3 separate regions of the Mus musculus genome follow, and all the other regions are linked to region 1. Evidence: chromatin contacts called from public Hi-C and promoter capture Hi-C data. All regions are on one chromosome and are shown on one strand. The core of a region is the stretch at or near the end of the contact, and the rest is flanking DNA. Distances in the headings are between cores, read along the strand shown.

Region 1 (4,187 bases), core at 606-3,105:
TCACTCTGTCTCCTAGCTCTGACCGTTCAGCACCAACACGGGGCTTCTGCCTAAGTTACATCTTTAAGTTTTCTATGACCGCTCAGGGTGGCAGGGAGGATGTGAGTACACCCACTGTGGACCCATCAGGAAAGGCACTACAGCCCTGGCAAGTGGTTCTACTGAGGATGGCTTAATCAGGCTCTCTTTCAAGAGCCCTGTCCCTGAATGTGTGGTTGCAGCTCACTCATGAGCCTTGGTGACATAAAGGCCAATCTCTCCCTTGGGGCCTGGAGAAACACCCACCCACCTGTTGCAGATTGCTGCTTCTGCCGTTCAGTTACTGTGAACAGACATTAAAAACAAAAAGGTTTTATGAGGGTGAGTTGTTTTAAACCACTTTCCTACTTGATATACAAGATCTCTTATTTTCCTCATCTGTCCTTACTAAGTTTGAGTTCCCTTTAGCCACTGATACAGGAAATGGTTTTTTAGAGGGAGCCAACTTCATAAGTTCCTGAGGAATGTTGACAGTCAGTTTGAAGACATGGAGTTTCCTCTGGACTTGACAAGAAGGACCTGGAAGATAGAGACCTCCACATTTTATAACTGAAAAACCATAAATATCGTCCCTGTCAAGCCCTGCTCAGAAGCTATCTGTCGGCCTGGCCTGTGGTGTTCAGTGTTGGCTGGTTGTGTTAAGCCCTGGGGAGGAGAGTGGGTTGCTATGGAGAGGAAGGTTGGGTGGCTCCAGGTGGATCAGAAGGGTCAGTGCCTGGAGCCTTGGGACTCAGCTGGAAGTTCTTCTGAAAATGAATAGGCTAGACCTGTGCATTTAGCACTCAAGAGGCTGAGATAGGAGAATCACAAGTCTGAGGGCAGCCTGGGCTACAAATTGTAGCAAGATCTGGTCAAAGCAAAAAGAAGCAAAGAAAGATAAACGGTGGCTAGATTCTGAGGATGCAGATTGAGAAACTTCAGAATCCAGAGGCTGTGTGTGTGTGTGTGTGTGTGTGTGTGTGTGTGTGTAGGTGAGCTGAGGAAGGCACAGAGTTGTGAAACACCAGTGCTTCTGTCTGTCCTGAACCTACCCTCAACCCAGACTGGACACATATGGCTGGAGGGAAAGTTGGCCCACCAGTGAGGCTCAAAGGATTGGGGACAAAATCTGCTGCAGAGTGCCAATGAGGACTCTGTGGGAACCCCTGAGTCACTGCAGAGAGCCGTGGAAGAAGAGAGGTTGGCTAGTGCTGAGTGCATTGCCTGTCAAGTTAGGCTAGGCAGCCTGGGACTACCACCAGCCATAAAGCACTTCAGGGGAAACTCGGGTTTGTTTTTTCTCCAGTTATTAAAATGTATAAATTGGAACAAATAAAATTTTATGCTTATAGGTCTTTAGACTATCGGAACTTTAAGTAGAATTTGCTTCTGGTGACCAAACCACAGGCCACAGCAGACTCAGTGTCTAAGTTTGCTACTAGGTGGTGGTTCAGGTTTGGATTCAAAGCTGCTAATAGCAGAGCCGGCTCCTTGGGTATATATAACTCAGGTTGGATGACTTAGCTCCACAGTAAATGATATGAAATTTGGGGTGCATGCTAGCTGATCACCCTCATACATGATAGATCAAAACTTAGACATTCATACCTTGGGCTGTGTGTGGCTAATGACTCTTCTTTGCATGCTAATCGTATGTTCCAGAAAGTCTCATGCAGAGGGTGTGGCTTTTCCTGCAGTCCCCACTCCACCCACTGAATCCAGTTGTCAAACTTGCATTCATCCAACAAGTACTTAAGCTTCTGCCACATGTACACAGTACCGGGGCAGGACTAGCTTCTATCAGTGTGAAGCCTCCGTCCAGTGAGAGGAAGTGTGCAGGGTGTTCTGTCTGTGACAGAGGTCAAGTGCCATTGTTAAAGTAGGTGCTCCTGTACACACTGCAACAAGGAGCAGCCGACCTGGTCCGTATTTAGACAATTCCGTGGAACATGTTACTCGGTGAGATTTCTCCATGTGGTTGGTGGGAGCACTCTTTCCCATACTCCGTCTTCCCCCATGTATACATGGAACAGCCCACTTACAAACTGCACCAGCACTTTCTTCAGCACAAGAGAGCAGGTCATGGACTTGTACATTTTTATGAAAACATACTTACACCACACTTGCAGCAATAACACAAGTCCAGACCTGTGCAGGTAACGAGGCAAGATCCCAAAGACTGGCCATGCCCGTCTGAACCAGGAAGCCAGTGACAAGCTCTGAGCCAGGGAGCCCTGGCCGAGGAGGACAGCATTCAACAGTGATGAGAGGCAGACGGCCAGGCTCAACCATGAGTGGAAGGTGTTGTGGAAGGAGATGGGGGTTGGGTCTTGGTGTCTCTGGCTATCTCCGACGCAAGCCTGAAGGTCTGCAGAAATGTCAGAGCCACTTAGTTGTAAGATGAGGACAAGTGATTTTTAACTGAAGGGGAAGTAGCAGTTGTGTACTGAGCGAAATGGAGCGGTATTAGGAACCACGGCAGCATGTGGTTATTTCTGCAGCTATTTATAAATATGACATAATAAATACTGCCCGGCAGTCGTTTGTAGATGTAAACTAATTCTCACCTCTATGGAGTGTTGGGACAGAGAGCAGTTAGTGGATATGTACAGGCTGGAGGTCTCAGGAGGACACGAGGTTTCAGAAGAACCCCTTGGTACGATGAGACTCTGGTTTTCTCTCTGTCATTGTCTGCGAGCCCTCTTCTCAGGTCACCACTTTCATTGGCTTACCATTTGTCACTGTGGGGTCCTTCTCAGAGTTTCCCATGGCCTGTTTTCCCCTGTCTTGATCGCAAAATAATTGTGTAAGTGGTGAAATAAAGACGAGCTAAGGTTTGCCCTCACACCTACCCAGAGAATTTGTGACCACATTTTCCTGAAGGGTGTTTTGGCATCTGGTAGTGTCTACAGCAGGCAGTCTTCATGAGCCAGGTGGGATAGGAGGGAGAGGAAGTGCTCAGGGTGCTCTGATCGCAGAGGTGCTTCTGCAAGCATGTAGACATCACTATTTTCATACCTTTAGGTAGCTTTAGCACCTTTCAAAACTTAGCAGGCTTCTTAATAAATTATGAGAACCTTTCTGAATACTGTCTTCTCATACCCACCCTACTGAGGGTATGAGAGCCTGAGGCTAGGTGTTTGTTCGAGCAGTCTGCTGACTTCAGAGTACACGCAGCAGACGCCTGGGGCTTTGACTTAGGAGGGAGGAGGAAGGGTCCGGCTGGTAATGGGCAGTGGCAGTGGGCTGGGGTTCTGTGGGGATGCCTGGGACTCAGGACAGATCTCCTGACCTTCACACAGTGCTGGGCTGCAGAGGGATTGGGAAAGAAAGCAGTTGAGTTTATTTTTTTTAAGATTTATTTATTATATGTAAGTACACTGTAGCTATCTTCAGACACCCCAGAAGAGGCCATCAGATCTCATTACAGATGGTTGTGAGCCACCGTGTGGTTGCTGGGATTTGAACTCAGGACCTTCAGAAGAGCAGTCAGTGCTCTTAACTGCTGAGCCATCTCTCCAGTCTGAAAGCAGTTGATTATTAGTGTTAAAAAACAAACAAACAAACAAACAAACAAAAAACCCTTTCTTTCAAGTTGGGCCTGGGAAGATGGCCCAGTGGTTAGGAGTGCTTGCTGTTCCTACAGAGGTCTGAGTTTCAGTTCCCAGCAACCATATGGTGGCTCACAGCCATATGTAGATACACTCGTACACATAAAAATAAATAAACCCAAAATAACAATGTATATAAAATATATACATGTGTATGTACATATTATATGTATGTATTCATCCCTACATATGGCAATGAATGTTGCTGAGTTCTCCATAACCAAGAAAAGTGAGAGTGACTTGCATGGGAACATGATAAGCTGTGTCTGAAACCATGTGATTTTTGTATGCCACCTGCTATAGGTTTCATTAGACAAGAAACATATGTACATTGAAGTGGCAGAAAATAATTTCTATACTATTTAAGTTTTAAAATAGCGCTCCCCCCCCCCACACACACACACACCAGCGAGGCTAACAGGTGCCAAATGAAAAAGTGACAGTTGTCACCATTCTGTGCTTCCTGACGAAAACTCCTAGTGTGCACCAACATCTGAGTAGTGGAGTCACGTGGGGTGGGACTTGACGCTGTGGTCCCGTTTGGCCAGGCAGGGTGAA
Region 2 (4,187 bases), core at 947-3,446, 230 kb before region 1:
TTTGTGAGGTATTTCAGCTAATGTCATCCCTGTGGGATCTTGGGAGGCTCTTTTGTTCCTGGCATCTGGGACTTTCTGGTTGCCACTCCCAGGTCCCCATCCCATTGCTACACACCTCTGTTTAATTTCCTGACCCTCTAAATTCTTAACTCAGAAATTTTAACTCTAAGTCCTCTGTATCTGTTTGGAACCAGTAACATGATAATCAGATTCAATTTACAGCTCACATGGAAGTGTCAAGCTTTTTAACATGCATAGCCAGCTTGCTGGGGCAGACGACTTCATGAGTATAAAAGCAGATGAAGGCACTTGCTAGTCAGGTTTGCTCTAGTCTTCTGCTGTAAGAAACTAGCCCCATGGATGGAAGGGAAAGAACAAGTTAGATAGTGAGAACCAAAAATGCAGAGAGGGTCAAAGAATGGACACAGTTGCCTAGGGAAAAGCTTAGTGATGTAGGTAGGTAGGGCGAACCACAATGGGGCTTGAGGAGCATTTGAGGAAATAGATTAATAGTCCTGATTATTATTGTTATGCACATGTCAACCTGATGAAGCTACACCCTTTAGATATCGCTGTTATTGTTATTGTCAACTACCTGGATAGAAGTGGTTTATTTTTTTGGTTTTTGGGTTTTTTTTTTTTTTTCCATAAAAACACTTAGTCAGACATGATGGATATTCATTTAGTCCCAGCACCTGGGAAGCAGACTCAGGCAGATCTCTGTGAGTTTAAAGTCAGCCTGTGAGTTTCCAGGGCAACATGGGCAGTACATCTGGAGACTCTATCTTGGCGGGGAAGGGGGACGCTGTATCGGTTAAAGTGAAAATAAAAAGAAACAGAAAGCAAGCAAGCCCACAAATGTTGGTGAGGATGTAGAGAGAGCGAAGCCCTTGAGCATTGTTGGTGGGGATGTAAGATGATAGGTAGATGGTGCCACCCAGGTGTTTGTCAAAAATTGAACAGAGATGTGCCGTATGCCTAGCGACTATCCTTCCAGGTACGTACCCAGAAGAATTGGGAGGAGAGACTTTAATCGACTCACCCGGATCAATGTCCATAGCATCATTCACCACAACACCAACAGCCGGAAACCACCCGAGTGTCCATTAACAGGTGAGCTGGGAAGCACGGTGCGGTAGATCCACCCAGTGCAGTAGTATTTTGTGCTTCAAATGCTGCAGGCTTCTGAAACGTGGTTCTACGTGAAAGAGCCTTGGGCTCGTTATACTGAAGGGAATAAGCCAGGCACAAAGGGACAGCTGTTTGATTCCATTCATGGGAGGGCATAAGAAGAGGTAAACCATAGAGACACAAGATCAAATAGAGATTATAGGGCTTGGGAGAAGAGAATGTTTAATGTTTAAAATACGAAATACCTATTGGAGCTTATACAAAAATCCTGAATTGGACAGTGATGGTGCTGAGTTATGATATTGTTGAGTGTGCAGAACGCCAGCGAGATCACACACACACACACACACACACACACACACACACACATGCACACACACACCCCGGCAGAATCAACAAAGAGGCCCCAGGGACAAGGCTAGAAAGAGTCATAGCCGAGTTTCTTCCTGGTTCCTTCATCCTTTGCTTCACACATACCAAATTTCTTCTCTGTCTTTGCTCCCCCATGCTCCCCTACTTTCAGGTGCTGGTTTGGCAGCATGGGAAGGCGTTCCCATGGAAACCAAATGGACCGCATTGACCTAGGGAGGCAGAAGGTGAAGGGGAGATGGTGATGCTGGGCTGAGGTCAGGGACAGGAGGGAGCAGGCTTACTACATGTGCTTCCCATGAAGGGATAGGATCTTGCCTCTGAAAGAGGAATAGCGGGTTACTATTATCATTTATTATTGCTGCTATAATAGCTATTATTAACTTTTGTGGTGCTGGGGATTAAGTCCAGGATTTACATAAGCTAGGCAAGGACTCTAACTCTGACTCACCCTCCATCTGAGTAACAGCATCTCAATAAATACATAGGACAGCTTTTGCCAGGCATGAAGACGTGTCTGGGGGTGGTGGGGGCGAGGACTGTAGCATCTACAACACAGAACCACTGGAGTGCCCCTGCTGTGGGCAGCTCATTCCAAACCTTTTATTGAAGTTTATGCTTTGTTTTGCTGGGGGCAGGGAGGGGGAGGGGAAGGTTTGCTTAAACTGTCTTTGTGTCTCTCTAGGGAATTCTTCCCTTCCCTTGAAGACAAGAGCAGCCTCATCCGGCTGTTTGCTGTTACTGGCTGGGGACCAGTCACTTTGCCTTGTTGATGACTTTTCTGCATTGAGAAATGGAAATAATCACACCCACCTCACAGATATAAAGTATTCTGGGAGAGACAGATGTGAAACGAGACACTCTAGAGCAGCAGTTTTCAGCCTTCCTAACACTGCGACCCTTTCATACAGTTCCTTATGTATTGGTGACCCCCCACCCCTGACCATAAGTATGTTTTTGCTACTTCATTACTGTAATGTTGCTACTGTTATGAATCATAATGTAAATATCTGTGTTTCTGGTGGTTTTAGGTGACCTCTGTGAAAGGGTTGTTTGAACTCCAAAGGGGTCACGACCCAGGATGAGAAACATGTCTCTACAGAGATTGCTTAGCACAACTCTAAGATTTCAATATCTCTTGGTGATGTGGCTTACTGCCGTTATTATAAAGAAGGTGAACACTGTGCGTGTTTGAACCAAGTGGGCACACTCAACCTGATAGATTTCCTGTCCTAGATGCTCTGTGTCATGTCAGGATCCACAAAGGACAACTTTTGAGTTTCTTTAACTGTCCTTGAATCACATGATAAGGCATCACAAAGTCAGAGCACCTTTGGGTGTTCTGCATGAGTGGTTAATGGAGGAGGTCCTCTAATATTCCATTCAAAAGCAAAATACTTTAATGATAACATTCAGGGTTCAGGCTGTGAGTATCGTTTGAAAGGTTATACTAACACATTACAAACAGCATCAGTGACATGGCTTGTCATTGGTCAAATTGGCACTTGAGACCTTGTAACTTCATCTTGGCTAACTCCTTTCTGATAATAAACTATTCTCTGAAGGGCCTTTTTTAAAAAAAAGATGTATTTATTTATTTTGTGTATGTGAGTACACTGTAGCTGTACAGATGGTTGTGAGCCTTCATGTGGTTGTTGGGAATTGAATTTTTAGGACCTATGCTCGCTCCAGTCAACCCTGCTCACTCAGATGGGCCCCGCTTACTCTGGTCAACTCTGCTCGCTCCAGCCCAAAGATTTATTTATTAATATACATAAGTACACTGTAGCTGCCTTTTCACACACCAGAAGAGGGAGTCAGATCTCATTGTGGGTGGTTGTGAGCCACCATGTGGTTTCTGAGATTCGAACTCAGGACCTTCAGAAGAGCAGTCAGTGCTCTTACCCGCTGAGCCATCTCGCCAGTCCATTCTAAAGGGTATTACTGTGTTGATATTTTTAAAACCCTGGATTAGGTTTGCTTTTGTTTTTTTTTAAAGATTTATTTATTATTATACATAAGTACACTGTAGCCTTCTTCAGACACCCCAGAAGAGGGCATCAGATCTCATTACGGATGGTTGTGAGCCACCATGTGGTTGCCGGGATTTGAACTCAGGACCTTTGGAAGAGCAGTTAGAGCTCTTAACCACTGAGCCATCTCTCCAGCCCTGTGTTGATTTTAAAAATAAGATTATCCTAAGGACAGGAGAGATGGTCTGGCAGTTAAAATCATGTACTGTTTTGTTAGAGGACCTGAGGTCAGTTCCTGGCACCTATTAATTATATATTAATTATGTATTATATATACATAATTAATAATTTTAAAACCTTTTTAAAAGTTTTACTTAAAAAGTAGTCCTAGAGCACACATTAGGTATCAAGAGTAGTAAATTATTGTGTTTCTGGGCATAACATAGATCTTGATTTTATTCTTCTGTTCTCTCTGGTCTTAAAATAATATGCTTATTAATTTGGAATAATGGGAAGAAGGGCTTGTCTATTCATTATTGGTAAAAATTGAAGAGGCAACTTCATGACATCAAGCGCTAACCATACTGCAAATGAGAGCATAGCCAGGGAAGCCCTAGGTCTGTATTGAATGACAGTGCGTCTCAAACAAAACAGGGTTTTCAGATACAAACATTGACTATGGACATTCAGAAGTTGAAAACACACCTCAAGACT
Region 3 (4,187 bases), core at 885-3,384, 160 kb before region 1:
AGGCCTTTGTGTGTCCTTTGTTCCTTTCATCCCTCACAGATTGCCTAGGAATACAGGTTCCCATGGAAGGAAAAAACCCAAGGCTTTTCCTCTCTTTCAAAATCTAAGTTTTCTTTTTCTAAAAAAATAAGTTAAAAAAAAAGCACCAAGTATTTTCTTTCCTAGCTTCCTGCCCATGTGAGAATGCCAAACTGCTTCTGTGTTATCTCTGAAAGCTTTGGAATACTCCTACTTTCAATGGCTTGAATGAGAACGGCCCTCATGGGCTCATGTGTTTGAATGTTTGGTCCCTAGAAGGATTAGGAGGTTTGGCCTTGGTGCTGGGGGTGGGCTTTGACTTTTCAAAAGCCCATGCCAGGACCAATATCTCCTCTCCTCTCCTCTCCTCTCCTCTCCTCTCCTCTCCTCTCCTCTCCTCTCCTCTCCTCTCCTCTCCTCTCCTCTCCTCTCCTCTCCTCTCCCCCCTCCCCCCTCCCCCTCCCTCCTCCTCCCCTCCCCCTCCCTCCTCCTCCTCCTCCTCCTCCTCCTCCTCCTCTTCTTCTTCTTCTTCTTCTTCTTCTCTCTCTCTCTCTCTCTCTCTCTCTCTCTCTCTCCATCCAACTTTGATCAGGATGCAAGCCCTCAGCTACTGCTCCAGCAGCGCCATGCCTGCCTGCTGCCATTACACTCCTTGTGAAAAATATAGACCAACCTTCTGAAACTTTAAGGAAGTCCCTGTAGGCTTATATCTTTCAAAACCTACTTTCGATAAGGACTTTTAAATGCTTTAACCTCCCTTCTAGCCCACCACCCACCAGAGGTAGTGGAAAAGAAAGGTTAGTAGAACAAAGGAGGATGTGGACCTGTTTAGAAATAGTTCTTTGGAGCAAATCCAATCTGTGTTGTCAGGATATCAGCAGCTCAGTTCACAGGAATCAGCAGCCACAGCTCGCTCCACTCACAATCACCATTCACAAACCAGCAGTGGCAGCTCAGGCCAGAAGAAACCACAAGGCTCTGCTAATCAGTTTGAGTCCATGGAAGCAGAAAGAAGCCAAGGGAATACCAGCAGAAGTTCTTTGGTGTGTTTCTCTCTCCAAAGTCACAACAAACAATGGCCAGCAAAGAGTGGCAAGGCAAACCAATACCACCAAGTGTCATCAGTGAAGACCAGCATCAACAAAGCCTAACTATGGCCAGCAGAGTGGCAAGACATACCAGTACCACACAGCATCATCTGCTGTCTGTTGGGTTATATTTACACCCTTTCTAAACATCCTATGTTCTCTCAAGCATCTGCCCTAGCAAACATTACATGCATTTGGGGGGCTGCTTCCAGACAAATACCATGTATCTTTTCTCAGCAAAACATCCTCTCATGTGTCTACTTCAGCAAAAACATCCTCTCCTAAGACAGTTTCCTGAAGAACACCACATGAAGCAACCGAGTCTCCCAAGAAACGAGACATTTCCTCTTCAAGTTTAAATGCTTCTTTTTATAACTTGGTCATGGTGTCTCTTCACGGCAAGAGAAAAGTCGCTAAGTCGCTGCTATAATTCACAGTCTCAGGTGGATGTTTCAGTAACTCTCACTACAGCAGGTGAAAGCAGGCAGTAAGTGGTGACACACGAGCTCATCAATCAGTGACATCAGGGTATTTGTCAGCCCAACAGCAACAGAGTACACACAAGAAAACCACGTGTACAGAAAGAATATTTACCAATGTAGACCACATTCTATCTGCAATACACGTCTCATGTCTCAGTCAACTTTAAAAGACTTTAGACAAAGTATGTGCTCTGGTCACAATAAAACTAAACAAGAACTCAATTACAGAAAGGCTTCTCAGAACAATTTGAAAAGCGTCTTAAAACTACGTGAGACCTTTCAAACACTTAAAAACTAAATAGCATGATTCTGAATATCCCTTGACTCAGGAAACCAGATAAATCAGAAAGTGGTTTGAATTGAAGAAGACTGGAAATATAACACATCAGAATCTATGGGGCACGATAGCAAAGCTATGGGCTAACAATGTAGGAAAGAAGTGTTCGAAACCAGTCATGTCTCACTTTTTACCAGGCATTAGACGGAGTAGCACACACTGAGTATGAGAGGGTGAAGGGAAGTCCACTGGGTAAGAACCACGAGTGCGTGGAGGGGGAAATGTCACTGAAATGGAAAAAGATGAAATGAAACCAAAATTGATGCTGAGGTTAATAACATGTATGAATCAAAAGCAAAAGAGAAAGGAGTTATAAACTACCAACACGAAGAGAGGAGACTCTGCTGGGGACTTACTACACGGACGCAGGGTTTCTGAGGGGAGCCTATGTCTCACAGTAGGTATTGCAATATCTAGGGACTGGAGCCTGTAGATGTGGCTGCAATGCCCACATAGCACATGAAAAGAGGGACATTGCTGAAAAATCCCTCAATGTATAAGACATGCCCGCTTAACAAGGACTGTCAAGAACAAATGTCCACAACCCCTATTAAAAACTGCATCAAAAGGACAGTAACTTTAAAACACTAAATAAAAAGTGTAGTTGAAACTGACAGTTTTTTAAAAATTAAGTGGGGTTTTTATTTGTTTGTTTGTTTATTTGGTTGGTTGGTTGGTTGGTTTGTCTGTGTTTTGAGGCCAGGTCTCACTATGTAGATCTGGCTGCTCAGGAACTCACTATATAGACCAAACTAGCTTCCGACTCTTAGGTGCTGAGATTAAAGGTATGTGACACCATACCCAGCTGAGACAGACACATCTTAAGAAAGATACCAGCTAGCCGGGCAGTGATGGAGTTTGCCTTTAATCCTAGCACTTAGAAGATAGAGGCAAAGGACCTCTGTGGGTTCGAGGCCAGCCTTGTCTGTAGAGTGAGTTCCAGGACAGCCACAGTTACAGGGAAACCCTCTCTCAACAAAACAAAACAAAACAAAACAAAACAAACCTCAAAACAAAAAAAGACACCAATTATAAAAACTTACACAAAAAGCCTCCTGCATAAAACAGTTGAAAATAAATCTTTTAAAAAAGAGATGTTAGGAGATTCCACTATGTGTGTTAGAGACTAGTTCTTGGGAATAGGCAGCCTGACCTACAAAGTTCTTGGGAACAGCCTGGTCTACAAAGAGAATCCCAGGACAACCAGGGCTACACAGAGAAACCCTGCTTGTAAAAGACAAAACAGCAACAACACAAACAAAACAACAATTAAACAGACATCCAAAACGAAGTCATTTCTCTTAAAGACAATATTTATGACACTCCCGCTTCCTAGTCTACACTTTCAGACATGGAAATATGAGAGTGGGTGCCTGGTAGGTTCCAAGTCGGTCACTGCTCTCAGCATTCGACAGTACAGGCTCCATCCAGTCTTATGCTGTCGTCAGTGTGCTCGAGTGAGGAAATATTTAGAAATGTGTGGATAGAAAGACTGAATAAAGAAACCCTCTAAAGAGCCCCTGAGCAGTGGGGTGGGACACCCCACACCCCAAAACTCCACCAGTCCTGAGAGTCAGCTGTGTGTACACCTGAGCTACTGTGAGAACCCCTGGGTACATTCCCCAGGAAACAGCCAGGGTCAAGAACGCACAAGCCATTCCCAAGGCTGTCCGCCTCCCGTCCAAACAAACATCTCTTGCATTTCAAGCTAGGTTTCCCATCCTCGATTTAGACTTCAATTGTGTGGTATCCACATTCCATCTTTGGTAACCACCCAGCTGTAATTAGAAGAGCAGGTCAATAAACCGTCCATGTTACTCATCGTGGCTGAGGACAGAGCTCAGCTGGGAGAGGGTTTGTCTTACCCAGTCTTACCTCAGCAACACCACAAGCGTTTCTCCTTTGCATCACCAAACGGAAAACACAAAGAGATTTCACTGTAAAAAGTGACCGTTTTCTTAGTCAGACAATCTCGGAGAGTTTTTCCCATAGGACATATGTGTGTATACTGTTTACACGTGTGTGTGCAATATGTACATGGAATTATATATTGTATATATACACACTTTCAAAAAACTAGAGTGGCAGACTGTCGGTAAAACAGTACTAAGTGAGGCCTGAAGAGATGGCTCCGCTGTAAAGTGCATTTGCTGCTCTGGCAGAGGACCTGAGTTCGGTTCCCAGCACATGCACCACCGCTTATAAACCTCTATACCTCCAAGTCTAGGGGATCCAAGAAACTCTTCTTGCTTCTTTGGTACA

What was found. Promoter capture Hi-C pulls out the DNA fragments that hold promoters and counts their contacts. Hi-C and Micro-C count contacts between places; a contact is called where the count stands out from the background.
Region 2: a promoter capture Hi-C map of the C10 cell line shows a contact between it and region 1. The contact joins two enhancer-like sites. A contact is called at or near these places in 4 of 39 promoter capture datasets (the C10 cell line, cranial neural crest and embryonic stem cells) and 1 of 115 datasets of contacts at active chromatin or transcription factors (large pre-B cells).
Region 3: a contact with region 1 is called in a Hi-C map of bone marrow-derived macrophages, with 24 read pairs. The contact joins two enhancer-like sites. A contact is called at or near these places in 1 of 15 datasets of contacts at CTCF or cohesin (large pre-B cells), 9 of 484 Hi-C or Micro-C datasets (CD4 T cells, the G1E-ER4 cell line, bone marrow-derived macrophages and 4 more), 9 of 115 datasets of contacts at active chromatin or transcription factors (bone marrow-derived macrophages, embryonic limb bud, embryonic stem cells and 4 more) and 3 of 9 other capture datasets (embryonic stem cells, liver and pancreatic islet).

What each region holds. Positions count from the first base shown.
Region 1 is chr8:46,495,291-46,499,477 of GRCm38.p6, forward strand. The region is part of intron 2 of Acsl1 (acyl-CoA synthetase long-chain family member 1); the gene reads left to right. Among named protein-coding and RNA genes, the nearest start is that of Gm31050, 26 kb to the left of the region's middle. Within about 2 kb of position 1,856, at least 71 of the 459 cell types and tissues checked have an H3K27ac peak or open chromatin away from gene starts, as enhancers often do. A contact at or near this core is called in bone marrow-derived macrophages, where this site is marked.
Region 2 is chr8:46,264,780-46,268,966 of GRCm38.p6, forward strand. No RefSeq gene overlaps it. Among named protein-coding and RNA genes, the nearest start is that of Gm30880, 18 kb to the right of the region's middle. Within about 2 kb of position 2,197, at least 1 of the 459 cell types and tissues checked has an H3K27ac peak or open chromatin away from gene starts, as enhancers often do.
Region 3 is chr8:46,334,362-46,338,548 of GRCm38.p6, forward strand. No RefSeq gene overlaps it. Among named protein-coding and RNA genes, the nearest start is that of Gm30931, 27 kb to the right of the region's middle. Within about 2 kb of position 2,135, at least 34 of the 459 cell types and tissues checked have an H3K27ac peak or open chromatin away from gene starts, as enhancers often do. A contact at or near this core is called in bone marrow-derived macrophages, where this site is marked.